Linked DNA regions of Mus musculus: regions 1, 3, 4, 5, 6 and 7 are each linked to region 2. A link is a contact called in public HiCAR-type and promoter capture Hi-C data. All regions are on one chromosome and are shown on one strand. The core of a region is the stretch at or near the end of the contact, and the rest is flanking DNA. Distances in the headings are between cores, read along the strand shown. Region 1 holds the start of Fkbp1a (FK506 binding protein 1a). Region 2 holds the start of Napb (N-ethylmaleimide sensitive fusion protein attachment protein beta). Region 3 holds the start of Nsfl1c (NSFL1 (p97) cofactor (p47)). Region 4 holds the start of Entpd6 (ectonucleoside triphosphate diphosphohydrolase 6). Region 5 holds the start of Tmem74b (transmembrane protein 74B). Region 6 holds the start of Nanp (N-acetylneuraminic acid phosphatase). Region 7 holds the start of Snph (syntaphilin).

What was found. Promoter capture Hi-C pulls out the DNA fragments that hold promoters and counts their contacts. HiCAR-type assays count read pairs that join an accessible place to other places.
Region 1: a HiCAR-type map of astrocytes shows a contact between it and region 2, with 6 times the contacts expected there. The contact joins the promoter of Fkbp1a here to the promoter of Napb in region 2. A contact is called at or near these places in 5 of 39 promoter capture datasets (frontonasal cranial neural crest, hippocampal neurons, liver and 1 more) and 1 of 115 datasets of contacts at active chromatin or transcription factors (astrocytes).
Region 3: a contact with region 2 is called in a HiCAR-type map of astrocytes, with 9 times the contacts expected there. The contact joins the promoter of Nsfl1c here to the promoter of Napb in region 2. A contact is called at or near these places in 4 of 39 promoter capture datasets (cranial neural crest, frontonasal cranial neural crest, hippocampal neurons and 1 more) and 1 of 115 datasets of contacts at active chromatin or transcription factors (astrocytes).
Region 4: a contact with region 2 is called in a promoter capture Hi-C map of liver, with 3 times the contacts expected there. The contact joins the promoter of Entpd6 here to the promoter of Napb in region 2. A contact is called at or near these places in 6 of 39 promoter capture datasets (embryonic stem cells, hippocampal neurons, liver and 2 more) and 1 of 115 datasets of contacts at active chromatin or transcription factors (astrocytes).
Region 5: a HiCAR-type map of astrocytes shows a contact between it and region 2, with 9 times the contacts expected there. The contact joins the promoter of Tmem74b here to the promoter of Napb in region 2. A contact is called at or near these places in 2 of 115 datasets of contacts at active chromatin or transcription factors (astrocytes and embryonic forebrain).
Region 6: a contact with region 2 is called in a HiCAR-type map of astrocytes, with 9 times the contacts expected there. The contact joins the promoter of Nanp here to the promoter of Napb in region 2. A contact is called at or near these places in 4 of 39 promoter capture datasets (cranial neural crest, hippocampal neurons, liver and 1 more) and 1 of 115 datasets of contacts at active chromatin or transcription factors (astrocytes).
Region 7: a HiCAR-type map of astrocytes shows a contact between it and region 2, with 4 times the contacts expected there. The contact joins the promoter of Snph here to the promoter of Napb in region 2. A contact is called at or near these places in 2 of 39 promoter capture datasets (hippocampal neurons and maxillary cranial neural crest) and 1 of 115 datasets of contacts at active chromatin or transcription factors (astrocytes).

The regions. Positions count from the first base shown.
Region 1 is chr2:151,540,817-151,544,251 of GRCm38.p6, reverse strand. Fkbp1a (FK506 binding protein 1a) reads right to left here and starts at 1,769. Exons shown (of 5, transcript NM_008019.3): 1 at 1,508-1,769; 2 at 1,387-1,434. The coding sequence starts at 1,544. Gm14167 (predicted gene 14167) reads left to right here and starts at 1,781. Exons shown (of 3, transcript NR_166213.1): 1 at 1,781-1,999; 2 at 2,648-2,829; 3 at 3,367-3,435.
Region 2 is chr2:148,730,506-148,734,016 of GRCm38.p6, reverse strand. It overlaps Napb (N-ethylmaleimide sensitive fusion protein attachment protein beta), which reads left to right and starts at 1,597. Exons shown (of 11, transcript NM_019632.3): 1 at 1,597-1,751. The coding sequence starts at 1,654.
Region 3 is chr2:151,491,989-151,495,493 of GRCm38.p6, reverse strand. It overlaps Nsfl1c (NSFL1 (p97) cofactor (p47)), which reads right to left and starts at 1,312. Exons shown (of 10, transcript NM_198326.3): 1 at 1,082-1,312. The coding sequence starts at 1,186.
Region 4 is chr2:150,747,134-150,750,936 of GRCm38.p6, reverse strand. It overlaps Entpd6 (ectonucleoside triphosphate diphosphohydrolase 6), which reads right to left and starts at 1,856. Exons shown (of 14, transcript NM_172117.5): 1 at 1,704-1,856.
Region 5 is chr2:151,700,583-151,704,153 of GRCm38.p6, reverse strand. Tmem74b (transmembrane protein 74B) reads right to left here and starts at 2,146. Exons shown (of 2, transcript NM_001160363.1): 1 at 1,709-2,146.
Region 6 is chr2:151,037,911-151,041,500 of GRCm38.p6, reverse strand. Nanp (N-acetylneuraminic acid phosphatase) reads left to right here and starts at 2,122. Exons shown (of 2, transcript NM_026086.2): 1 at 2,122-2,264. The coding sequence starts at 2,175.
Region 7 is chr2:151,630,657-151,634,012 of GRCm38.p6, reverse strand. It overlaps Snph (syntaphilin), which reads left to right and starts at 1,420. Exons shown (of 6, transcript NM_198214.3): 1 at 1,420-1,557; 2 at 1,759-1,865.

The DNA of each region.
Region 1 (3,435 bases), core at 520-3,019, 2.8 Mb before region 2:
TTTGTTTTTTAAAAAGCAACAGCATCCTTTTTCAACTTGCTTTCAGAGGTGACTAAACGGATGACTGTTCCTCTATTAGCCCTCCCAAACTAAGGTGCTGATTGGTCTTACCACAACAGCTACTGCGATTTGGTCCATGAGAAGAGTCTGTTCTTGCCAAGATGTATTTCAATATTCCTTCCATTGGCAGCTTTTTAAAGGTCCTAGTCCTTAACTTCTGCCATCTCCTGCCCGCTTCTCTACTCAAGAAGTCATAGAAGTAAGGGGGCACAGAGAGGAGGATGTGAGCGGGCTGTCTTGTCTTCCCTTCCCTGTAAGTCATTTCCCTCAAGATCGGGATCCTCCCCTGATTAGGGAGAGAAAGGCAACTTGAGCCAGAACAGCTTGGCCAGATCAGGCAGGAAAAAAAAAAAAAGGTGGGGGTGGTGACAGTGGAGGGGAGCAGGGAGAAGCAGACGAAACAGAGGAAGGATGGGGAGGGGGACAAAGGAAAGGGTGGGAAAGGGAAGGAGGGGGAGGGAAGCCGATTCATATCAGCTGTGGCTACACCACTCTGCCTAGCTATGAAGGCACAGTCAGCTCCCCCTCCCCCTCCCCAACCCAGGAAGACCTTGTAAGGGCATGGAGTAAAAAATGGTCCCAGGGCCAGCAGTCTTGATGCTTCAATTCTGGCTGAGTATGCGCGTCTTTAAAATCTCCTTTGACTTAGTTACTGTGCACTGCATTCACGACCCCCCAGTTTCCTTTATCTTTAAAAATGGGGGTGAGAAAGTCTCTACTCCCAGAAAGGGGAAAGGAAAATGTTATGGTATACATCCTTTGGTCTGGAAATCACTGCCATGGAGGCTGAGATTTGCAAGTGGGTCAAAGAGAAATAGACATTGCATTATCTATTTCTGAGAGGGCACGTGAAGCCACAATAATGACTTCGCAAGTGGGTCGTTTCCCACCCGCCCCAGAAAGGTGAATTCAAGGGTTTCCCTGGGAAAGGGTGGCTGGGCAGACTAGGAATTTTCTCCCCTTCTATCTACTGAAGGAAGAATCCCGACGCACGAAGAAGGCATCAAGCCATCGGGGTTCAGAAACGGTTCAAATCTTCCCGAAGGGTCCCTGGCCGGGAGCGTGTGACCTCCGCCAGGCGATGAGTTCGCCCCAGCCTCAGTTTCTACGGTTGGACAGTAGGCTCCCTGCGGCATCCGGGGCCGCACACCGTTCAGGGCGGACGAGACTGCGCCAACCCCATGTCCCGTTCGGCGCGGCGGGCCCAGCCTGTCCCTCGGGGCATGGCCACCGCCCAGGCCTCGGCCGCCGGCCACGCGGCCACCACGCCCCGACTCCCCAGCCGCCGCCCCTCCCGCCCGGCCCCACCCGGCCGGTCCGACTCACCCGTGTAGTGCACCACGCAGGTCTGGCCGCGCTTTGGGAAGGTGCGCCCTGAGGAGAGACAAGACTGCAGGTGAGTGGCTGCGAGCGGCGGCCGGGAAACGGGCGGCGGGTGTCTACTCACCGTCTCCAGGAGAGATGGTCTCCACCTGCACTCCCATGGCGGCGGCGGCGGCGGCGGCGTTGGCGGAGGAGGAGGAAAAGGACGCGGGTGGCGGCGCGACGGGCGGCGTGGAGCCGGAGCGGACCTGGCGGCGGTTCAGAGGTTCGGCTTCGTCCCTCTCGTGGCTCCTGCGCACGCGCACCGCACCGCACGGCACGCCCCGCCCTATTTGCGCGAGGCGCTCACATCCCTGAAGCGGGGCAGCTAGGCGGAGGGACCGGAAGTCCGGAGGCCACAGACCCCCGGATGCAGCTGCGGCGGAAGGCGCGTCCTGTTGGCTACTCCCGGTTTTCCTCTGCGTTTCTCCGCCTCGGAGACGCCGCAGTAATAACGGGCCCACCAGCTACTGACGAGCTCACTCAGAGATGCTTTACTTGCGCACACCTAACTAATTGCCCTGTAAGGACGATAGCTGTGAGTAGGCCTTGTACCTGTGGAACCAAGGAAACGTCTGTAAGTGGCCCTAGGTTCCGAGCTCCTTCTTGGAAGAGTCAGTATTAACACTAGCCTGCGTGAAAGCCCACTCTTCCACGAATACGTATATATTAAATATATGGAAATAGAGAGGGGAGTGGTGGCGCACGACTTTAATCCCAGCCCTGGTGTAGTCTACAGAGCGAGTTCCAGAGCAGCAAGGGAAGATAACCCCTGTCTCAAACAAACAAAAAGAAAAAAGTCATATATGTATGTATGGGGCTCTTGTGAGTTTTGCTTGAATACCTTCAGTACTTTAAAGAATAAAAACTTAATGGGCTGGAAAGATGGCTCGGGTGTTAAAAGCACTGGCTGCTCTTCCTGAGTTCAATTCCCACACCCACACGGCAGTTCACAACTATCTGTTACCTCCAGTTCCAGGGAATCATATACTCGGTGTACAGATGGATACATAGACAGAACACTCATTCACATAAAATAAAACTGCCAGGGTTGCTGGTGCAGACCTGTAACCCCAGTGCTGAGGATAGGAACACAGTCAGTCTAGCCTATTCAGTGAGCTCCAGGCCAGTGAGAAACCTTGTATTAAAAGAGGTAGACAGAGACCATAGAGACCACGTTCCCAAAGACCACGTGTCCAGCTGAACCAATCTGCCTCCATCTTAGGCTGAATTCAGAAATTCAGAAGCTGGATCCTGCCCTCTGGCCCTCTGGGACTGAGGAATTGTACCTTAGGGGTGCACACCTTGGAGAAAGCACACACCTCCAGTTTGTTGGACAGCAGGATCAAAAACCAACCCACCAACACCTTAAAAACATATGTATTTATTTTATGGAGGCATCCTCTGGTAAGTCATAGAAACTTTTAATGTTTTTTTTTTTGGTGACATCTGGTTTCTGGTTCTGTCAGATCCCAATCTAGGGACTATAAACTGCTCCAGAGGCGATCTACACCACAACAGCTCCACAAACAAAACCAAAAAGTCCTGGACTTGCTGAAAGTTGATATAAATCAGTCTAGTCGATGTGATACTTCCTGTCTCTTCATCTGGGTCAGCAAACCAGCTTCGGATGAATACCTCACTACCCTAGCCCACCCTGGCCTTTGGGTAATACCCCAGCCTTACTGGGCTCTAACAGTGGCATCCTAATTTTTGCAGGAAGTAGGTTTAGAGGAGAATACATCTCTTGTTCTCAACAAAGGGTCGGAATATTAGGTCTAATGGAACTAACTCCCTGGCAAAGGAGACAAAATAAGTACTTAAAGAACTTATTGGCATACCAAGATTATGTGGCCTTAAAATATTGGTTTTATCTATGCTAACCAAACAGGTATAATTTATGATTTCATCATTTGATATGCTCCAAATTTTGTTTTCACCCAGATAAAGAATGCTAAGACCTTACCAAAGATTTCACAGGGACACAGAAGACAAGCAGGGAATGAAGATCCA
Region 2 (3,511 bases), core at 348-2,847:
AATGTCCATTGAATAGGATGTGCCCAGAGCCACTGTAAGGTAGGTGCCACAGTCTGAATGAATGAGCATCCATTAAAGGCAGATGAGTGAAATGTCTGGTTTTTGAGGTGTGCTTTGGGAGAATGTATTCTGGTTCCTTTTCATCCAAAGCTTTAGAATTTAGAATGATTAACTCCAGAATAGGGTAGAGTGGAGATCTGGACACCAAAGACTAGTGGCAGAGGGATCAATATTTCTTGACTATCCTGCAGAGTTGTTCCATTCAGCCAGGGTTGGGAATTGCTCTGATCAACACACTGCTGCTGCCCATGATGCTTAGGAGTTGACTCAATCCACCAAATTCCCCAACTGACTCCTTTTCAAATGCCAATGTTGGTTCACTTTTTGCAATTTTTCTCTCTTCAATCCAACATCCACTGCCACCTCCAATTTCCTACCTCCGTCTACCCTCCTGCTCCAAACTTGCAAATCAGTTCTCCAAAGTGAAAAAAAAAACAACAACAAAAAAACAAGCTCATAGTAGTTGTAAAAAAAACTATGCACCAAGAGCCGATATTCCCCTCTATCTTGAGAGCATCCTGCTATGGTTGGATCATGCCACACTGTGACATCAGTTTTGGTAGCTTGTTTCCAGGAGTTTAAACGCTCTTGCTATGTTCTCTGAAAACAGGCTTCATTTTCTTAGACAAATTCTGCTTGCCAGTTCCTACAGCGTATTCATGAAGAGTTTTAAATCATCAGAAACTCTCATTTGGCAGTAATTCTATTTGCTGCACCACCTAAGAAGTAGCACTGCCAAGCATAAATGGTCTAGACATTGTATTAAAAAACACCTCCCTCTGGGACAGGCCTAGAAGTCACTGGCACAGGATTGCATCTATCTATGGATATTTAGTAGATTAGAAGTCTTCCTGGCAGACAGGAATTTTGTCAAGATCCACCCACTATAGCCAGCATTATGTAAAGCATAAGAGAGTTCACTGGCTTATAGCCATTTAATAGAATTCAGTCAATAACAAGAGTAGATTGTGCCTACAGGAAAGATATGCAATCCATTTTTAAACAAGAGGACCAAATGGAAAGTTGTAGTTTGGGGACGCTTAAAATCAACTCTGAATTTATATTGGGGATGATGATGCATTTTTAATGTCTTGCTGTCAGAAATTAAAAATAGCTCTTTAGGCCAGCTGTTGCTGCTTTTCTGGCAGAGTTGGGAGGTGGGGCACCACATGGTTGACTAAATTGAGCTGAACTGCTGCATTAGATTAAATTTTGCAGTATTGCTTGTAGAGTGTCTCTCTGTCTCCCTCTCTCTGTCTGTCTCTGTCTCTATCTCTGTCTCTCTCTCTCTTTCTTTCTCTCTCTCAACCTTGAAGTCTACCTCCAAGGGTCCAAGGCCCAAGACCCCTCCAGAAGGCCACGCCCCTTCCCCCTCCTCCAGGGAGTCCGGGAGAACGCCCGGCCCTGCCCAGCAGCCTGCTGGGAACTGTAGTTGTGGTCTCTGACAAACTGGCATTAAGGTGGAATGTAGGACTACAGATCCCGAAAGGCCACGCGTGCCGCGCCTGCGTGTCCGCACCTGCTGGAGGGAGGGCTAAGTCGTCCCGGGAGCCTAGCTAGTCAGCAGAGGAGGCTTTGGCTGCAGCGGGTGACATGGACAACGCAGGGAAGGAGCGAGAAGCGGTCCAGCTTATGGCGGAGGCCGAGAAGCGAGTGAAGGCTTCCCACTCTTTCCTCCGAGGGTTGTTCGGGTGAGCGCCAGAGGTCTTGCCCTTAGGGGTCTTGGTGCCCGATCCCCTGCCCAGCCGGCTGCCACCGCAGAGTACCCCGCGCAACTGCTTAGGGTTACGGGATTCCCAGTGGCCCACGCTCTGTTTTGGGTCCCGTAGCATCCAGGGCCTCATCGCATCCCTTGGGCCGTGTCTGGGGTGTCTCTCCAGTCAGCACACACTGCAAGCCCCAGAACCTTTTGGGGATCCTCAGGCCTTGGACACCCCTCACCCACACCCGGAGAACCTCTAGCTCACAATCCCCAGGCACCCTTAAACAACCCAGAACACCTACGCGTCCTCGGAGATCTCTGTGGTCCCCCAAGTCCCATGCGTCGCCAACGGTCCGGTGCTAGCTCCAGGGTCCGCGCCAAGCTGCCTCTTCAAGGATGCCACCCCTCCTGGTGGACCAGATTTATTCATTTCCCCTGGTTGGGCCCGTAAATCCCCCGGGGGAGCCAGGACTGTGAGGTTCTGGAATTCAACCTGGAGTTTGGCAGCAGCTGGTGGCTCGTGGGGAGCGCGAAGTCTGCGCCCCTGTATCCCGGGCACTTGCCCGCTGGCCTTGGCTCAAGGGCCTTGAAATCATATCCTCCTTGGTGTGTTTTTCATTTGCCAGAGTGACTTGTATCCGTAGTTCAGGCTTCCCGTTTGATGAACTGTATGTAACATTGCTCCTTTTTAAAGTCAGAGTATCCTTTGGGAATCCCGTGATTTTGTTAATTCTTACATATCTTGGTAGGGAAGGGTTTGGTTTACATTCTGAGCTTTCAAAAAGCAAAACCTGCCCTGAGAGCTTGTGGAAGAATTCTGGGCTGTTGATTATGCGAATGATTCAGCTGTTTATGACAGCGGTAGAAATTACGTGTGCCTCTTCTTTTTTTTCTCCCATTTGAAAGTGAAAGATCTGTACCAAGAACAGATTTTAATTATCGAGAGGGACTAGAGGTACATACTAAACTGCTGCATTGTGAGACGCAGTTTCTGTAAAAATTCAGTATAGACACTTAAGTGCTGAAAATGTACCCAGTGAACTTTGACTTTTATTTTTACTTCATTCATCTGACTACTAATTACATTAATTATTATATAATAGTTTAATTGAGCCCCATTATGTTTGCATCTCCAGGAAATGCTTAGAGTCACATTGATACAGTTTATGGTACCATGGTCTGCCAAGATAGAGAAGGAGACCATGCTTGGAGACCCCTAAGGGCATTTGTCTCTGCTAGTTCTTAAATTTCTCATGTAATATGAAGCTTGGAAGTGTAGGTGTAAGTTATAGATACTGCTTCCTCTTTCAAAGGGACAAGGAGCATTGCAAGTGCCAAAGACTAATTCTTGTCTGAGTCACAAAACACACACTGGATTGCATTCAGTCTGTGTGAAATTTAATGGCAGAGTAGCTCACCTTGGGAGATGATGTTAATACACATTCCACATCGGGATGTGCTTCCTTGAGCCAGTTATGGACATTTAATTTTGGTCAAGAGGAGCACTGTTTTGAGGAAACTATGTCAAATCTTGAGACACTCATCGGAAAGGATTTTGAGGAATCTTTATTTCTGAAGAAACATCTTTTGGGCCGTTGCTGCCCTGTCAGTGGCAGGCCAGGTAGGAAGACTTTCATTTCCCATCCACGCTCAGTTTGTGTGGAGTCACTTAGAAACAGCAGTCCAGGTTGTTACCGTGGGGTTTGGAAAAGGTTAGCTTTGCTTCTTTGGGCCTCAGTTTCTTCTGCT
Region 3 (3,505 bases), core at 63-2,562, 2.8 Mb before region 2:
GCTGGTCTCGAACTCAGAGATCTTCTGCCTCCAGAGTGCTGAAAGAGTTAAAGGAATAAAGATCCCTAATGTTTGGGAAGCTAAATATTACAGTCAGTAGACATGGTTACATCAGAAAGCTCACACAGTGAGCACATTCGGTGTCCCTTTGAGGGTCCAATTCCTTATCCATAAGATAGGGTTAGTCTTTACCTGTTTAATTAGTAGTTAGCTCTTCAGCAAGTTATTTATCCTCCAAGTCTCAGCTGCAATGTGAGACATGTAAATGAGACATTCTGTAATGCTGAACAGTGCCTGGCTTGTTGTAGGTACTCAAGAAATATTAGTCATCGTCATCTACCTAAGATGTAGGCTGGCCAAGGACATTTATGCAATCAATTCTTTCTAACATTAATTACTGTGTTTCTGAGCAATAAGAGATGGGTGTTGCTCTAGGGATCAGAAGTGTGCAACATTTTATGCCTGGTGGAGCTTTGCCTTCTAAATTAATTCCTTAGTGACTATTTACTACATGCCAGTGAACAAGACAGTAAGTCCTAAGAAATTCCCATTTTACAGTTAACTACGAAATGTGCAGAGACCCCAAACGTGCGCCACAATCCCACAGGTAGTTTCTCCCTGCAATTAGGCAAGAGTGGGGCGTGGGCTGATGCCTTGCAGGGTTTCCCCCACCAGCACAGCATCCTTGCAGAAGCGGAATCGGAAGGCCACCGCGACCTCGGTGGGGCTCCATCTGGAAGCAGGGCACTCGATTCCACCCGGCCACCCGCAGGCACTCGCCGTGGCAGCCACGCCCCCAGGCGACGACTCCACGCGGACTGCGGCAGCGCCCAAAGTCTCGCCAACACTGCGAGCCCGCAGGAAAACAGAGGCCCTGCAAAGCAGGGCCCGCCCGCCTCCATGAACTTCCAAGCCAGGCCGGTGACGCGTGGCAAGCGACCCCAGGCACCATGAGGCCTGGGCCAGGCAGGGCCCAGCCCCGCAGGGATGACTGTGCGCTTCGGCCGCGTAGGGATCGCAGAGCCGACGCCGCACTCCGTATTCCCCAGCCCGTCCGAAGCGGCCCGCCTCGCGGCGCTACCTGCAGGTCCCAGCCAGCCGACTCCAGGAAGAAACGGGCCCTGTCCTCCTCAGTGCCAGTCACCGCCACGAACTCCCTCAACGCGTCCTGCCGCTCCTCCGCCATCTTCGCCCCGTGCACTTCCCAAACCGCTCCGGCGGACACTGCAACAGCCCGAACCCCAGGTCTGCGTTCCGCCCGCCGTTCTACCGCGTCCAGCCGCTGGGCGCCTGCTCGTAGGCTCCGCCCAATGCGGTGCCACAGGAAAAGCCCTCCGTGTGGGAAACCTAGCCGCCTCGCGCCCTCTGGTGGCCCCTATGTGAGCCTCACCTTAATGGCTGAAGTAGAAGGTCGATGGAAGTGAGTAGGGAGGGGCTGGTTTTCCCACAGGATGAAGTAGTCCCGAAATCAGATCCTGGAAATTACTCATGGTCTCATCCCTTTATTTCGTTAATTATTTATTTGCACATTAATTTCCTTCTTGAAGCATTACGCTGTCTATGGCTTGATGCTCTTCCAAGGGCTGTGGAAATAACAGAGATAAAACAAAGTATCCTGTCTTCTTGTTGCTTATGTCCTTTGACCCTAACAGTTCTAACCGATGCTCACATCCCCATGGTTTCCTATCTTAAACTAGTATAAGTCTCAGCCTGCCACTTTCCACAGCATCTAGCAAATCACCATTGCATTGCCACTGGCAGGCTGGCCCAGGACAAGGAGACTCAGAGCAGAGGTAAGATGGACATGTGTCACCTACAGAGAAAGTTTAGAGCTCTCTCTCCAACAGTGCTGCCCCTCAAGTGAAAGTGGGGACAAGTGAAGCTGGGAGCCTCCTAAGTCCATCTATTTATCCCTCATTTTCAAGGTTAAACTGTTACCATCCTACAATCTGCTAAGTTGGTGACCAGCAATTATTCTACCAGAACTTATTGAGTGTTCAGTGAGGTTCCTGTCAGCTGATTATATGCTTTGTTTTTCTCCTCTTCTTCCTATGCCTGACTCAGAGCCACATTCACTGTGCATGAAGCCACTACTAATGAATGTGTGAATGAATGAATAAGTGAATGGATGAAATAACACATGGATCAGACAATGAGGATCTCACAGGGAGTGGTCTATGCAAGAGCCCCTTTCAGTCTTTTTGTTCCACAGAGTCATACTATGAGAATGAAGAGCAGGAAGTAGCTCTGCCAGGGGCATCTCCAACTTCTAAGCCAGCCTCGGGCATGGCTGCAAACGCGACAGCACTGGATTGGTGTGAATACCGTCCTTTGGTATAACTGCAGATCAGTCCCACTGTAACCAACTGAAAAGGCCCACAGAGGCCATTTGGAACCTAACACATTGCAGAGAAGCAGTAAGGAGAACCCTATCTGCTTTTGATGCTGGTCCGATTCATAGTCAGCCCTCTGCCCAGCCTGACAGCTATCAAGAAGACTATAGGAATAATTGTGGGTGCAGGGCATTAGGGTTCCCTTAGCCTGCTGAAGGTGCTGTGTTCACATTATTATCTATTTCATCATAAAATAAACCTCTGCTAGGTAGAGGTTAGTATTCCCATTTTACAGGTAAAGACAGAAACCAGAGGTTCAGTAGGACCACACCTAATGAAAAGTACAACCTGGGCCTTGCCGTCCCAGCTTCTCAGGTGCCTGAGACTGAAAGAGTGACCTTGCAGAGCATATTTAAAGTCAGTCTGGGAAACAAAACTAAACCTGGTGAGAAAGTGAATCCATGCTAAAAGGCAGAGGATGCAGCCCAGTGCCAGAGGCCTTGCCTGTCATGGGAGAGGCTATAGTTTCAATCCCAGTTTTAAACAAATGTCCTAGCCTGGAAGTTTGGAGAAAGACTGACCAAGCCTCTATCTTCGCTGTCTCTCTACATATACACAGCATCACCCACAGCTCCACCTGTGGTCAAGTTCTGGTTTCAATTTAAAGCTGACTTTCTTGTCATTCAGGTATGAAATGTACCCAGAACCTATAGCTTCCAGTTAGTCCATTCCACATGTTCTCCCAAATATCCAGGGCACTCCACACAATACTCATGGCTTCCAGACTAACACACACACACACACACACACACACACACACACACACACACTCCACCACTACCACCACCACCACCACCACCACCACCAGAACAACAACATTACTCCAGGATAACATACACATATATCACCATCATCACCATCACCATCATCATCATCATCACCACCACCTATGGCGTCCATGGCACTCTACTCCTCGAATAGCCCAGCTTAAGTGCACATTATGCTTTTCAGATTTCCAAACCCACACCATCCCTATTTCAGTACTCTCATTCCAGGTCAGTTTGCACTTACTGGCTATTTGCTACCTTGCTGGAAGGAGGTTCTGGGCATCACAGACAGACCGGGAGGGTTTGTTTTAAAAGTTTGCATATCTCTCTTCTGTGAAAGTACAG
Region 4 (3,803 bases), core at 607-3,106, 2.0 Mb before region 2:
TCTCTAGCTACGTCTCACACCCAGTGGTGGTATACTGATCAGACTCCCAAAAAGCTCACCGAGAACAGCTCAACCTTAGTTTGCACTTTGCCGAACAGCGTTTGCAGAAGCAGCAGCTTGAACTACAGCCAAGTGGAGAATGAGCAGGAAGTGGACCGGAACAGGAAGCAGCACACAGAGGCAAGCAGAGGTGACTTGGGGAGGTCCACCTCCTGTCAGGTAGATGCGGGAGTCAGAGAATGTTAGAGGGCGAGCGAGGAGGGGAGGCTAGATCTCAGAAATAGGCTCCATCTGATTCAAACTGGCAGCTGCCAGATCTTTTCAGGTTTGCATTAAAAGACAGGAACCAAGCTATGTGGGAAATGACTGCTGCACATGCTACACATGTGTCCAAAAATAAAGCATATTAACAAAGCATCATGTATTTCTCCTGGTAGTTGTAGAAAGAAAAAAAAACACATATATCTATATCTATATCTATATCTATATGTATATAGATATAGATATAGATAGATGAACAGTCCGGTGAAGACTGCCTCCTCCTGATTCTTTTGCAGGGTGCTATGCCTGCATGGGCCAGTAGGTTCTTCCAGACCTAAGTACACAGAGAGAGAGCTGTGTAACTCTCAGGTTCGTTCTGTCCATGAGGCTCCAGATGGGACTCAGATACACACCATCTTAGTCTACACTTCTTCCAGGGCAGGAGAAGGGGGGCGGGCAATATTCAGACTTACCTTTATGCTTGCTGCATTATTTTCAAGGACATTGTTAAAACGCTGGTAACAGGGATGGGGAAACCTCCCCTCAACGCTAGGTATTCAGCCCCCTTCATGGCTCTGCAGCACCCCAGGAGAGATCCTGTAATCACATTCCTCTGCCTCTCCCTAGGGAAGCTCCTTCCTCACTGTCTGAGAGTTTCCTATTCTGGCTATGAGCATTCCCTACGCCCCTCACCACACAGGATCTGCAGAGACACAAAAGGACCAGGTATTTTCAGGTGACTGATTTTTTTTTGGGGGGGGGGGGATATACTCTCAGGGTGAAGGGCTGTGTCCACTGTGACCTACTCAGCAATGTTGTCTCAAAACCAATTACTTCCTGATGCTTTTAAAATAAAAATGTGTTCTCACTGACTCCCTGTCCTACATTCTGGGTGTCTACATCTGGACCTTTCTCTCTCCTTTAACCTGAAGCACCTGTGGCCACACACCAACTCAGGTGGAACCACCCTGACCCCTGGTAAGTTCTTCCATGTCACCACCGTTCCCACCTTCCACACAATCAGAACACAGGGTTTCCCCGGTTTCCTGAGCCTCCCAGTTGGGCTATCCAGTGCAGAAGGGGAGGCGCCTGGGCCTGGTTCTGCTGGGGGCGGGTCAGCACAAGCCAGCAGAATGAATGGACGCGGCAGGGCTGTGGGCTACACTCGGGCAGAGACCCCTGCTGCTTGGCCTACAGCATAGCTCACGAGTCCCACGGTGTGTTGTAGACGTGCGAGGGCTACGCAGCAGGGTCGGAAAGACAGCCAGTTGAATGGACCGAGAGCGCAAGTGACCCCGAGGCCTCCCCCCGGAGCTGTCTCCGGGCCCAGGGAGGTATCAGGCATTGGAACTGCACCACGGGGAACCCCGTCCCTCGCGCGCGTGGGGAGACCAACCGTAGTCAGTCCTCCGGGCCAAGCACATTTCGCTGGCCCCGCTTACCCTGCACGGCTCCCTCGGCCCCGCAGGAGAGGTAGTGGCGTAGCCGGAGGCAGACAGCGACCACACACCGCGCGCCCAGCTCTCCAGCGCCGGTCCGCGTCAACAGAGCCTTAACGCGTGGAAGCAAACCCCAGCAGACGCCGAGAAGCTGTCTCCGCCTACGTGCACTTTGCGTCACCGGGTGGGCAGGACGGCGTTGATGCGCGTGTGCCATGGCGTTTGCCAGCCACGCAGGCGCAATAGCCATGTGCTCTTTGGGTGTTTATTTTTCTTTCTGCCAGTAGGGGGCTCTGGAGCTCCTGCTTATCTTGGATCCTTCTAACAAGTCCTGAGGTGTGGGAGGAACAGAGCCTTGTCTTGACTAGAGTAGGAGTTACTTCAATCTCATCCATCACCTCGTCCTTCTGTAGGCTTTCCTCCTGCATCCCTCCACACCCGAGTTGCTTCTTTTACTTTCAAGGGAATTCGTGATAGGATATGCATTCACAATAGAGAATGCGGTGCTATCAAGCGTCCTTTATCCTTGGCCATATTTTCTGATGTCTTCCTAGAAGCCACAAGGTTGTCAGCTCCTAACTGCAGCGAGACTCTGGATGTATGTCCCTAATTCATTTGTCTGAATATCTCCCAAGTTGTCTTTTCCCCACCGAACCAGGACTCCGCTTCTTCCTGCCCACGTGATGGCATCTATACATTGGGGTGCAGGACACTGGTCTTGTTCCTGGAGGACATCCCTGTCTATCGGCTGGGAAAGCCTAAAAGCAAGGATTTCTAATGAAAAGATGGGGTACTCAGGGAGTGAGTGGGTGGATGCTAACCACAGAGTGCGGGGATACTGTGTGAGAGTAGGGTTGGCAATCGCTATTAGTCCCGCGAAACTATTGTAAACAGCATGTGAGCAGCTCATTGGACCTTGCCTTGTCTCACTTTAATAAAACCACCAAGATCTGATTACAACGGAAGTCTATATGGTCTCTTATTTGGCGGATCTTAAAAGCTCTCCCCTCCCCACTTCCCTGGCTGTTTTGTTGTACATAGCACTACAGCATCCCAAGGACTGACTATCTTGCTACTCACTATGGATGTGCTGTGGGAGAGAGTCTTAGTATTGGAATTGGCTATGATAAACTATATGCTCTTTGAATACAACTCCAGAGATACGACTCAATTTTCTCTTCAGTTATTGTACTAATTAACACTCTTACAAATAATGTGTGAAAGCATGGGTTCCCCACGTCTTCAACGGTGGAGTCCTTCCAAACGCTGGGTTCTTTGCTAACTTGTAGTAGAAAAACTGCACCTCACAGTTTTGACTTAATTTTCTAGTGTTTTGAAGTTTGTTCGTGGACCTGTAAGGACCCTGCTTCTGTCTTCTGCCTTCACATCTTTTACCATCTTCTCCACTTTCACAATACTTCTCTCAAATTCTCTAGAATTTTTGTCTTAGTTTTTACAAGTGGTCATACTCACTACTTGGAAAGCTATTCTCTCAGGCATTTCCTTTTGTAGATCTTTTCTCACTTTTAAAATAACATAATGCCACCTTCTCAGACTGTTTCATTTACAGTGGACCTCTCCGAGCTATTCTCTACCATTCTTTGTGTATTTCCTTCACAGTATAAGTCATGCCCAACAGTTTGTTCTCTGTTTTACTACTGAAGTGTAAGCTTCCCAAGAGCAAATGATGTCATCTGCTCTGAGCAATAGTGCTTGCCCAGCACCTGGTATTTGCATATAAGGAGCCTACAACCTGACCCTGCCTATGGTATAGACATTCTAATGGTAGTAAAGAGATCCCATTATGACTGCCATTTCTTTGCAGTTCTCTTTAGTGCTTATGACAGCCAGCACAATCTAGATGGCAAAGGAGATAAAGGCTAACTTTCCCAGAAGCAACTACAGCCAAGTTCTCTGTTGTCTTGGAACAACCTTCGGCAACATCTTGAGCAGGAGGGAGCTTGAGAAAGAGTTCTTATTGAAACAGTGTCTTCTCCAGTGCTTTAGTTCAGAACATTAAGAGTCCTCTTAATAAACGAATAAAATCCAGAGTGGTCTGCTTTTCAAATTCTGAGGTACAAGTAGATGGCAGGTACTGTTGAG
Region 5 (3,571 bases), core at 897-3,396, 3.0 Mb before region 2:
CACGCTGAGCACTGACTACTTGTTAGATTTTTTCGTTAACACCTCACTCAGGAATAGCTCAGCTCTATCCCCATTTTAGAAAACACAACCAAGATCTTATGGTATGTATGGGGACCAGGGACCAAGAGTTGAATATATGTACCCCAAGAATCTCTGTTCCCTACATACTTGCAAAACCCACACTCCACCTCCCTTCCCTGGCTCTTGGAACCCTCACTTGAGACAGCAGGCATGGGAATCCTGGTCTCTCCACATCTCCCTGGGTCCCTAGCCTTCTCTCAGTTCCCAGAGGATGGATAGAAAGGATGGACGGGAGTGCTAGTTGGCTTTTTACTTTTGGCATTCAAAGCTACTCAGAGCCTGAAAGTAGGTGCCACTTATGGCCCCCACCCATTAAGCCCTCAGTAAGTCTGAAGAACGTGGGGATAGTCCACAACACTTTTCCTAGATGGTGCATTAGTGCCTCCATATCCCAGAGGATATCTGGGGCACACAAATAAAAGAGAACAGGACTCTCTTTTACTCAAAACTTTTTCCTTGGGATGCCTGGGTGAAGGAGCAGACACAAGGAGGCTTCATCCCTTTAACTGCTTTGGAATGTCTGTTTCTCTCATAAGATGCTTAGTAAGTTACTAAAGGGCTTGCTTATCAATTATCCAGACATTAGCTCACATGCGCGCACTTGCACACAACACACACACACACACACACACACAGAGAGAGAGAGAGAGAGAGAGAGAGAGAGAGAGAGAGAGAGCTATGCTGGTGCTCATGGATCACACTCCAAGCCCGAAGCCACACCAGTTATTGTAATTGTATCTGCAGTCCTATAGTTCCTGAAAGGCAAGAGCCCCCCCACCCCCGCCCTGTTCCACACTCACTGTCCTCGGGACGCTTCCCACAGCAATGCCCACAGACCCGGGAACTAAGTGTGACTCACAGATTCTCGGGTCACTCTGGTGGTGGTACCCACAAGAGGGTAAAATCAGGAGAGGGAGAGGGCGGGATGAGAGAAGGAGGAAGAAAGGGAGAAAGGAATGGAGACTACCTCTAGCACTACTGAGATCTAAGCAGGATCCACCCAGACCTGCCCAAGTCCAGCACTCTCACCCATAGCGCACTCTGACACCCCGGAGCTGGACACACTGCCAGGCTGGGTGAGGCTTCGCAAACCCAATCGACAGACACACGCACTCGTAGTACACAAAGCCTCAGGCGCGCAGATGCATACACGCAGGTCCACGCGGTTATACCCAAAGTTCTGCGCGGAAAGCCCCAGCACCCCGGCCTCCCGCCTCCCCCGCGCCCGCCGGCCCGCAGTTCACACCCCCTGCTCCTGCCCTTGACCGCATACGCCACGGGCCAGAGCAGGCCAGACCCGGACGGTCAGCGCTCGCAGAGGGGCGGCCCTGGGAGGCTGGGGCTCGGCGGGGCCGGCGTGCTCCACGGAGCCCCGGTCGCGTGTCCTTCGGCGGGCCGCGAGGTCAGGCGAGCTGTCCTTCGCTGCCACTCCCCGCCTCGGGCCCTGCGCCGGCGGCTCGCGGTCGGCGTGCGGAGCCGTGTCGGGCCTCCCTAGTCTCCGCACGCGGGAGCACAGAGCTCCGGGCTGCCGAGGGTGTGCGCAGATCCCGGCCCGGCCGCTGCCTCGCCCTCCCCGGCTCCCGCCCCCTTCCCGGCCCGCCCGCAGCGGCTGCCCGGGCGCACGTACCTGCTCGCGCCGCGCCGGGCTGCACCGCGTCGGCCGCTGGGGGGCTCCGAGAAGGAAGGGATAAGGCAGGGCGGGAGCGGAGGATCCTGGAGCGTCGCCGATCGAGCTCCGCCCGCGGCGGGCGAGGGCGCCGGGAGAGTTAGCGTGGGGAGGGAGCCGGCTGCGGGTGCCCGGCCCCCACCGCCCCTAGAGCCACCTCTGTCTCGCCCGCGCACGCTGGCCGGGGAAACCCTAGGCAAGGAGCCCGCGGCGCTGGGTACAGGGGCGGGGCGAGGCGAGGAAGGGGCGGGGGAGAAGACCCCTCCCCCGCCTCTGGGGAGACCCTGCGGCACCCGGGGATGCTTTACCCACCCCAGGTAGGACCCAGGGTCCTCTTCAAGGTCTGTAGATCCGGAGTATCATCCTTGCGTGGGGCTCGATGGCTCACGGGCGCCACGTGAAGGCAGAAACGAAGCCTCTACCCACCTCTATTTCTGATGGGTGTCCTTCTGGGTCATTGTCCACGGCCACGCACACTCTTGAGCTCCAAAGCCACCTGCAAAGCTCCTTCTGCCGGGCAGCCTGTCTGGCTTCCTCAGGGACACACTGGGGTTCGTCCATCTAGGCACTCCTCTGACCTGTGGAGCCCGGTGCAGGTGCACAGGTTTCTGTTTTAAAGGGAACTTCTTCCTCTTGGGGGCCCCAGGCCAAGCCCAAAGAGAGGTCTGGTGAGTAAGGGAAGGTTATGGTTTCCGGGAAAACTTCGTGGCCGGCTTCAAGTAAGTCTTATCATCTTTCTGAACCTTATTGTCCACCTTTGTCCAAGGGAATCATGACTGCTGACCCTGAGTACTCTGCCAGTGTGAGCGGAGGCTACTCTGACATCCAGGAAGACAGCTAAGGTGAGAAAATCCCTGCCCTGGCTTCGTCGCTCTCTCACTGTCAAAGGCTCACTGGTCCTACTCCAAAGGCATCCAGTCCTCACCCACCAGGAGAACAAAGGTTGTCTTGGAAGCCTTGTGGGCCCCGTGCTGAGCCTCCAAAGCTGTCTCCCTCTATTCTTTGAGAGGCCTGAGCGATTTGCATCTCTACAGGGAAGCTGGCAATGGCACCAGATTCCTGTGCAGTGCCATCTCCACCCCTCGCAGGTGTATGACCTCGTACAAACTTCTCTCTTTAAGCTCCTTTTCCCATCTGTAAATGGACTCAAGAATTCCATGAGATCCCAGCCATTAGAGTGTCCACAGTTCCCTCCCTGCCCTGTATAGTCCTGCCTTGCAGCACATCCTCAGTGGTCACTCTCTTCCCTCACTTCCCTCAAGTCTTTGCTCACATGTCACCTTCTCAGAACCACCTGCCTGGGCCATCTTCTTAAAAAGAGTAGCGCTCTGGCACCCTGCTTGCCTTCACTCAGAACTTCTCACTAGGGCATTCATCAGCTCCTGATAGTGTATTTCTTTGCTCAGTATCATTTCTGCTTAAAAATAAGTAACACGCTGGGTAGCAGTGATGCAGGCCTTTAAATTCCAGCACTTGGGAGGCAGGTGAATTTCTGAGTTGGAGGCCAGCCTGGTCTACAGAGTGAGTTCCAGGACAGCCAGGGCTGCACAGAGAAACCCTGTCTGGAAAACCAAAATCAAAACTAAGAAAATCAAAGCAAAAAAGAGCCAAGTGTATAGTACAGACTTTGTTCCCCTCCCTGGTGTATCCCGAGACTTAAAAAGGGCCCTTGATATCTATTCTTTAAATAAAGAATTGAGAGGTGCACAGCTATTGCTCTTGTTGTATACTTGCAACTAAGCAGAGCCCGTCCCTGCCCTCAAGAAACTCCGGTGATATTCCAGAAGGAAAAGGGATGCACACAGGCAGTGCTGTAGCCACAGT
Region 6 (3,590 bases), core at 873-3,372, 2.3 Mb before region 2:
GTCATGTAAGTTCAGAAGGAATCCAGGCTGTGAAGACCAATCTTGAAATACCAACCAATGCATGGTATCCCAAAGACAGACAAACCTCTGTTAGGATTGATTACATAGACTGCAATAGCTTGTCTAGGGTTAGATTTTTCACTGACTGAAACAAGATTCTATACGCACATTAGAAGAAGGCGAAGACCTGACCCATGTCTCTAAGATCCATGTGTCCATCAGAAGCTTATTGTATATCTATTATGATATTTGACACAACTACAAAAAGCAATTACAAATATTGCATTCATAATTTTGGCTGACTGCTAGCCTAAGTGCACACAACTGTTTCACCACCACTGCATCGGTGAGGGTAGTCTATTAAAGGAGGAACACTTTTGGGAAAGTCATCAACTCTGACTCTGCTCCATAAAATACAAAAACTATAGGTAGTCTGCCATTCATCTCTTTCTACTGAGCATCAGAAACCCATCTGTGACTTGTGTACCTCAGGTTATGGGAGCTTTTTTTTTTTTTTTTTTTTTTTCTGTACAGAGCTAAGCATCTTAGTCTTTAGTCAAGTTATACAACTCTGTCACTGTCAGGCAAAAGCAGAAGTATACTACATAGACTCAAGGATGCTGCATTCCAATTATTAAACACCCAAAAGGAGTTAAGTTTATCTCAAAACACAGGAAGTTTTACAGCCAAGCAAAGGTGGGCCAACAAGTTCCTTATGAACACAATACAGCTCAAAGTTAAATTTGTAGCCAATGAAAAGACAAGAACAATATGACTGGCTGAAGTCAGCCTTTACCTTACATAGTTTTGGCGGTTTGGGCCTGACTGGCTGGAGGCCCAGCCATTTTTTCACAATTTGTATATATTACCCAGGTAGGGTACAGTTCACTATGAACAGAAGCCACTTGGAGCCAGTATCATTCAAGTATAGACAAAGATCTTAGTTGAAGTTAATTCAAGCCAGATGTGGTGGTACTTGGGAGAACTAGCACTTGGGAGACAGAGGGAGGCAAATCACTCTGAATTTGAGGCCAGCATGGTCTACACAGCTAGCTCCAGGCCAATCAGTTACTCAATGTGACACTGTCTCAAAACAAACAAACAAACAACAAAAACTGAAACTATAGACAATTAAATTTAATCAATTCTCACATGTTATGAAATACTTTCTCATTTTCTCTGAATAACTTACAATGTAAGAACCAATCCTAATTCGAAAGCTCAGAACCAGGTCTGTGGCATTGGCTGACCCAATAAGTTCCAGGTTAGTGAAAGTGACTCCAAATTTCATCAATAAAAAAGGATTAGAGGTTGATTTCAACCAACAGAAGGCAAACCTTGTTACTTATCTTGTGGGGTTCTTAACAGACAGTCTCGGTTCCTTGCTAGAAATTACAGAAAACCATGCAATTAATAGGCACACAAGACTTGGGCTGCAGAGTTTCAGAAAAATGAGTAAAGATGGAGGGAAAGGAGCTGGAGAAATGGTTCACTGGTTAAGAACTCATACTGCTCTTGTAGAGGACCCAAGTTCCCAGCACCCACAGTGGGCAGCTCACAGCCGCCGCAACTGCAGCTCCAGGACGACCTCGTCTGTCCTCTGCAGGCACTCACGTACACAGAAACACAAATACACATTTTTAAGAACAACCATTCGGCAGACACTGCAGAGACTCCCATTTCTCTTCAGTTCTTCTAAGCATCTTTCAAAGGATGTTCAGATGAAGGCTCTAGTTCCTACAAGGCTGTGGGCAAGAAGTGAAGCGCTAAAGTCACCGGGCAGCTAGGTTCCGAGGTTGGTGGGCACACTCTCCTGCCCCATCTCCTGATGGAGACTGTGCGGTCACCATAGAAAGACAGGCCAGCCAAGGGTCTGGAGAGTTTCTCCAGTACGGCTCGGATGTCCTTCTCAGCCCTAAGCAAGCCCACCAAGCCATTAACGGAGAGGACCATCCACCCACACACAGCAGTAAGCCTTGATAACACTCATCCACCTCTCGTGCACGCGCACCCTATAAAATTTAGTGTCCGAATCTCGCGCGATCTTGCCACGGAGACCCCGGAGCTTTGGAAGGGTCAGGTGACCTCCGAGACTCCGCCCAGGTGTTCCTGACCGCCTTGCGCATGCGCGGCGCGGCAGAAGCGGCTCGCGCGCTGCTTGGGTTGCCGAGGCTATGGGGCTGAGTCGGGTCCGCGCGGTCTTCTTTGACCTGGACAACACACTCATCGACACGGCCGGGGCGAGCAGGAGAGGCATGTTGGAGGTAACGTCCCCGCGCCGTCGCCCTCCCCTGCCGGGCCAGCACTCCGCTCCGCACCCTCAGTCCCCCCGCTGCGTGCCCGTGGAGCTTCTTTCCCGCGCGTGGGGCCGGGTGCTGGACTCTGAACTGCCACGACTGCAGAGTCGCCGCCACCTGCGGTCACCCGGGCTCGGACGGCGCGGGACGAGACCCCTCGCCCTCCTCTTGCTGCAGCCCCGCGCGAGATGGGCTGCGGTGGGTTTTGGGGAAGAGGCTCAGACAAGGCTTTGGCCCAGGAAGTTATATAACTCTGAGAGGCGGGCCTGGACTTAACCTACATCATAGCATTTTTTTTTTCCCTGCAGGCCTCCCTGTGGCCTTCCGGGCTTTCTGGTGCTGAGACCCTCGGCACATAAAATGCTGAGGGGGCAGTCTTTTAGTGAGGCATTGCTGATCTGCACCCTCCTAGCTATAGCTACAGATGCTGTCGGACATCTTCCTTTTCCAGTCCTGCTCTTAACCCACCCCTACTTTCCATCCCCTGCCTTCAGCTTCAAGGAGAAACCGAAGGAGTATCAGATGTGGAAAGCCCACTTACAAAAAAATGCCTGCCCTTTCAATACTAAGGGTCTTATGCGTCTTCAGGTAGTTTTTTGTTTATCTGGATCTTAAACCTTCCACATTTCTTGCTGCATTGCACCCACAGTTTGTTCGTGTCGGTCTTTAAAATTTTTTAACCCTACATCTCTCTTGGACTGTGCTTTTCTGCACAGCTATGTTTTAAGGAAAATTGCCACCCGTTGTCTCCATCAGGGCTCTCTTCTCTGTATTTCCAAATCCACTCACTGGGACGTAGCTTCTGTCTCTGCCACAAGAATACAATAGGCTTGCCAAGTGGTTAGGTGGCTCCCAAAGTGCCAACGTCACTAGGTATTTTGAATTGGGGTGTGCATGTGCGTGTGCGTGTGCGTGTGTGTGTGTTATTTTCTTGGTTCTGAGGTTTGAGCCTACCTCCTCGCCATCCGAGACAGGTTCTCCCCTGAGCTACTTCTCCCCACACTTGGAATCAGTCTTAACTGAAGATTTCCACGCTGTCGATTGCCCCGTGCATTGTGACACCCTCACACGTTACATACTTCCGTGTGTTCTGCCTCCATTATCTCAGACTGCAGACAGGGCACACTCAACAGGTGCTCTTATCCAGCTGAGGCCCGTGTTTTGAGACTCAGGTTTTGTGTTAGGCTGGTTCTTGTTAAGTAGGTCTATTAAACCTCACATTTGAATCACAATTCTCCCAGTACTCGGTGCCTCAGCAGACCCCCTGTCTATGCCTAGCCTCAGATCCTCGTA
Region 7 (3,356 bases), core at 171-2,670, 2.9 Mb before region 2:
ACATATACCCACCCATCCACACAACCTCTGGTGTGCACACACACCCACACACATACAAGCTCCGGGGTACACACCTACACCCACACAAACACACGTTTATGTGTACATACAGCAAGAACAAGCGACTGAAGGAAGAGGAGGTCGGTGCGCTCTGTAGGTTGACTGGAAAAGGTCTATTACTTTTCTCAGGACCTTGACCAAATCTCTGACAGAAGGAAACTTTAAAAGGGAAGGACTATTTTGGCTGTAGTTTGAGGGAAATATAGTTTATCATGTCAGAGGAGACATGGCAGAAAGCTTATGGTCGCGTTGTGTCCTCAGTCAGGAAGCAAAGCGATGAATGTTCCTACGCAATGAGTTTTCTCTTTTCACCCTATCCAGTCCGGGCCCTAGCTCACGTCCAAAGTGGGCCTTTCTTCTTTCCTTAGGGAAATCTCTTTGCAAACACCCTCACAGACATATTCAAACATATGTTTCCGAGTCGACTGTAAATTCAGTCAAGTTGACAATGGCAGATGACCTCCCTGAGATAGCAGTGTCTGAGCAGAGACTTTGAGGAGTCCAAGGAGCAAACTGGACGTCTCGGTTGTTCCAAACCCATGAACTAGCAAATAAAAGCTGGGGGTAGAGGCCCAGCAAGGAAGAATTTAAGAGCAAAAGAGCAAAATGAGTGGCGGGCAAAGTCATGTGAGAGGACACCAGCGAGTTGAGCTAGAATAAGAGCAAGACAGCAAGGTGAAAACTTCCCAGAAGGTAGTGAGCAAAGGCCCAGCTGACCAGAAAGGGCTGCTTCAAGAAGGGAGCCCCTTCCTACTGCACCCAGTGGGGCAGGCAAGAAACCAGGCCAGCAAGTTAACTTATGGCGGCCAGAAATGGGAGCGCTAGAAATCCAGCTTCCTGGACTTTGTGGTCCCTTGAGCCCTTTGATGTCAGGTAAAAGGCAGGAGACAAACCCACAATAAGGATTAATTCGCTTTTTATTGCCCAACTTTCCAGCTTACTGTTTTAATACTGCAAAGGATAACATTTCTTAAATACCTTCGGGATTTTAAGATTTTTTTTTTTTTTTTAAGGCAAGAGCTGTTCGCATTAAATAACTCCTGACATTCACAAATTGGTTTAGGGGGTCAAAAATGTTTCTAAAGGCGTCCAGATAATACTACTACTTAATGTGTGCCAAGGGGTGAGATACTGAGGCCCAGAAGCTGAAGGGATAGATACCCTTTGAAGTCCTTCCCATCCCCCACCTCTGAGCAACAGCTAGTTGGAGGTAATAAAGGACCCCATGCATGCTTGTTGATGTCTTGGCTCCAGGGCTCTCAGAGCGAAACCAACTATCTCTTTAAGAAGGAAAGTGAAGACGGGAGGCTTACGCAGCTGCCGGCGAGCTGCCGACTGGCTCATCCCCCTCCATCCACCTCTCCTTCCCCGCCCTCCACCTCTCCCTCCCCGCAGCCCCAGCCCCAGCAAGCACCCGCTAGCCACCTTCAGCTGGGGCTCGGGAGAGCAATCCGGCTGCCCTCCTGGGGGCAGCCCAAACCATGGAAGCCTTCGCAGGTGATGACAAGGACCCCGGGGACCTCCGGGCCCACCGCCCAGCCTCACCCGCCGCACCCAGGAGTGCAACTGCGGGGGTGCGGGGCGCCGGCCAAGCACAGGAGCTGCCCTAGCCCGCGGCGGGCAGCGTGTCCTCCGAGCTTGCGGGCTGCGGCCACCGGCGCTCACCCGCCTCTGTCTCTCTCTTCCCCACCGCCGCAGGTTGCTGATCACCGCCAGGCGGCTGCTGCAGCGACTGCAGAGGCGCTGCGCCAAGCGGCGCGGGAGTCGTGCGAGCCGGCCGGACTGCGGAGGGCGAGTGGACCCAGGTGAGGAGGCCACGGCGGAGCGGGAGGGGGCCTCCGTGGCTCCGCGGCCGCCAGGGTCAGTTTGAGACCGCTTGCGGTGGCGCGATCCCGCAGAGGTACCAGGCGAGGAGGGGATTAACGTGACTCATCCCTAGCCTCCCTCCATTCCCCCACATCCTCGTAAGCACCCCTCTCCCTAGCGTGAAATTTACTAATTAATTAGAGGATGCTGTTTTCAGTAGGGAAGACGCCCAAGGTCTTTGACATCTAGTAGATGGGTTTTAGGGAACTAACCCCTCGCCCTTCTTGTTTGTTTTTCTCTTCTGGCATTCTGCAAACATGTGAGCTTCTCTTTGGAACCGCACAGCACACCCACCACAAGGTCAAGTGCCTGTGACTGCCTTCCTATCTTGCCCACTGATAAACATCAGAGCCTTACAGTAGATCTGGCAGAATTTCCCATGATCCCTAGAGTGAGAAATTTGCCTCAGTCTCCCTGGAGCTTCCAGGGTATCTGTTGTTTTCTCTTTCCACTCCCTAGCAGGGAGCCAGACGGCTTGCAACACCTGCCAGCCTCTAAACTCCCCACATTCCCTTGCTTCAACGCTGCAGGGGTGGCGAGGCTGGTCACATGCTGCTTGTTGCCTTGGCCTTCTCTGCCCACCTGGGGGTACTTGGGTGGGCTGGAGGAGTTTCCCAGAAAATGCTGGTCTCTGCAAGTCAAGGGGTGTAAGGAAGTGAGATAGGCTGAGGTTCTGGGCCTTAACTTGCTGGTTGGCTCCAAGTAGCCATCTTACTATTTTCTGGGGTGTGGGTGTCTGTTTGCTTGTCTGTTCAGTGCAGAGGCTGGGCTAGATGATCCGTACAATTTTAATATATCACTTGAGTGTGGCTTCAATAACTCTGGAGACTTGTCCATTAAAACCATTTAAGGTTCGGACCTTGAAATAATTGAGGTCCCCTTGGCCATTCTCTTTTGACTCTGGACTTCCTGAGTGGAATGTTGACCTTCTGGGTCTCACAACACTGGAAGCATCAGAGGATTCTATGGTAATATCCCTGCCCTGACAAGTTACTTACCTTCCCTCATTTGTGAACCTGGGAGATGGTACCGGCCTCAGAGTTCTAAGGGTGAGATGAGATTCATATGAAAGCTCTTGAGATAACGGCTTGACACACACAGTAGGTTTTCAAGGATTCAGAATTTGAAGGCAAATTAGGAGAGAGAGGAGTTCATGTTTGCCCCACCAGACTCTTCCAGAGCAACCAGAAGATGAGAACATTTCCGTCGCAAGAGCTAAGACAGTTCTAGCAAATGACAGTTGCCTGCAGTCATGTATAATCCAGCCATGAGCTTGGAAGACCCTGTCATCCATAGGTGGCATCCCATGGGAACAGAAGCACATGAGTCTTGAGTGCTGGCAGAGAGCAGGAGCCAGGATCACAGATCTCAATCTTTGCCTTCCCTGCACAATCTCTTCTGAGACCGAAGCAAGAGAGTCAAGTTCTGGG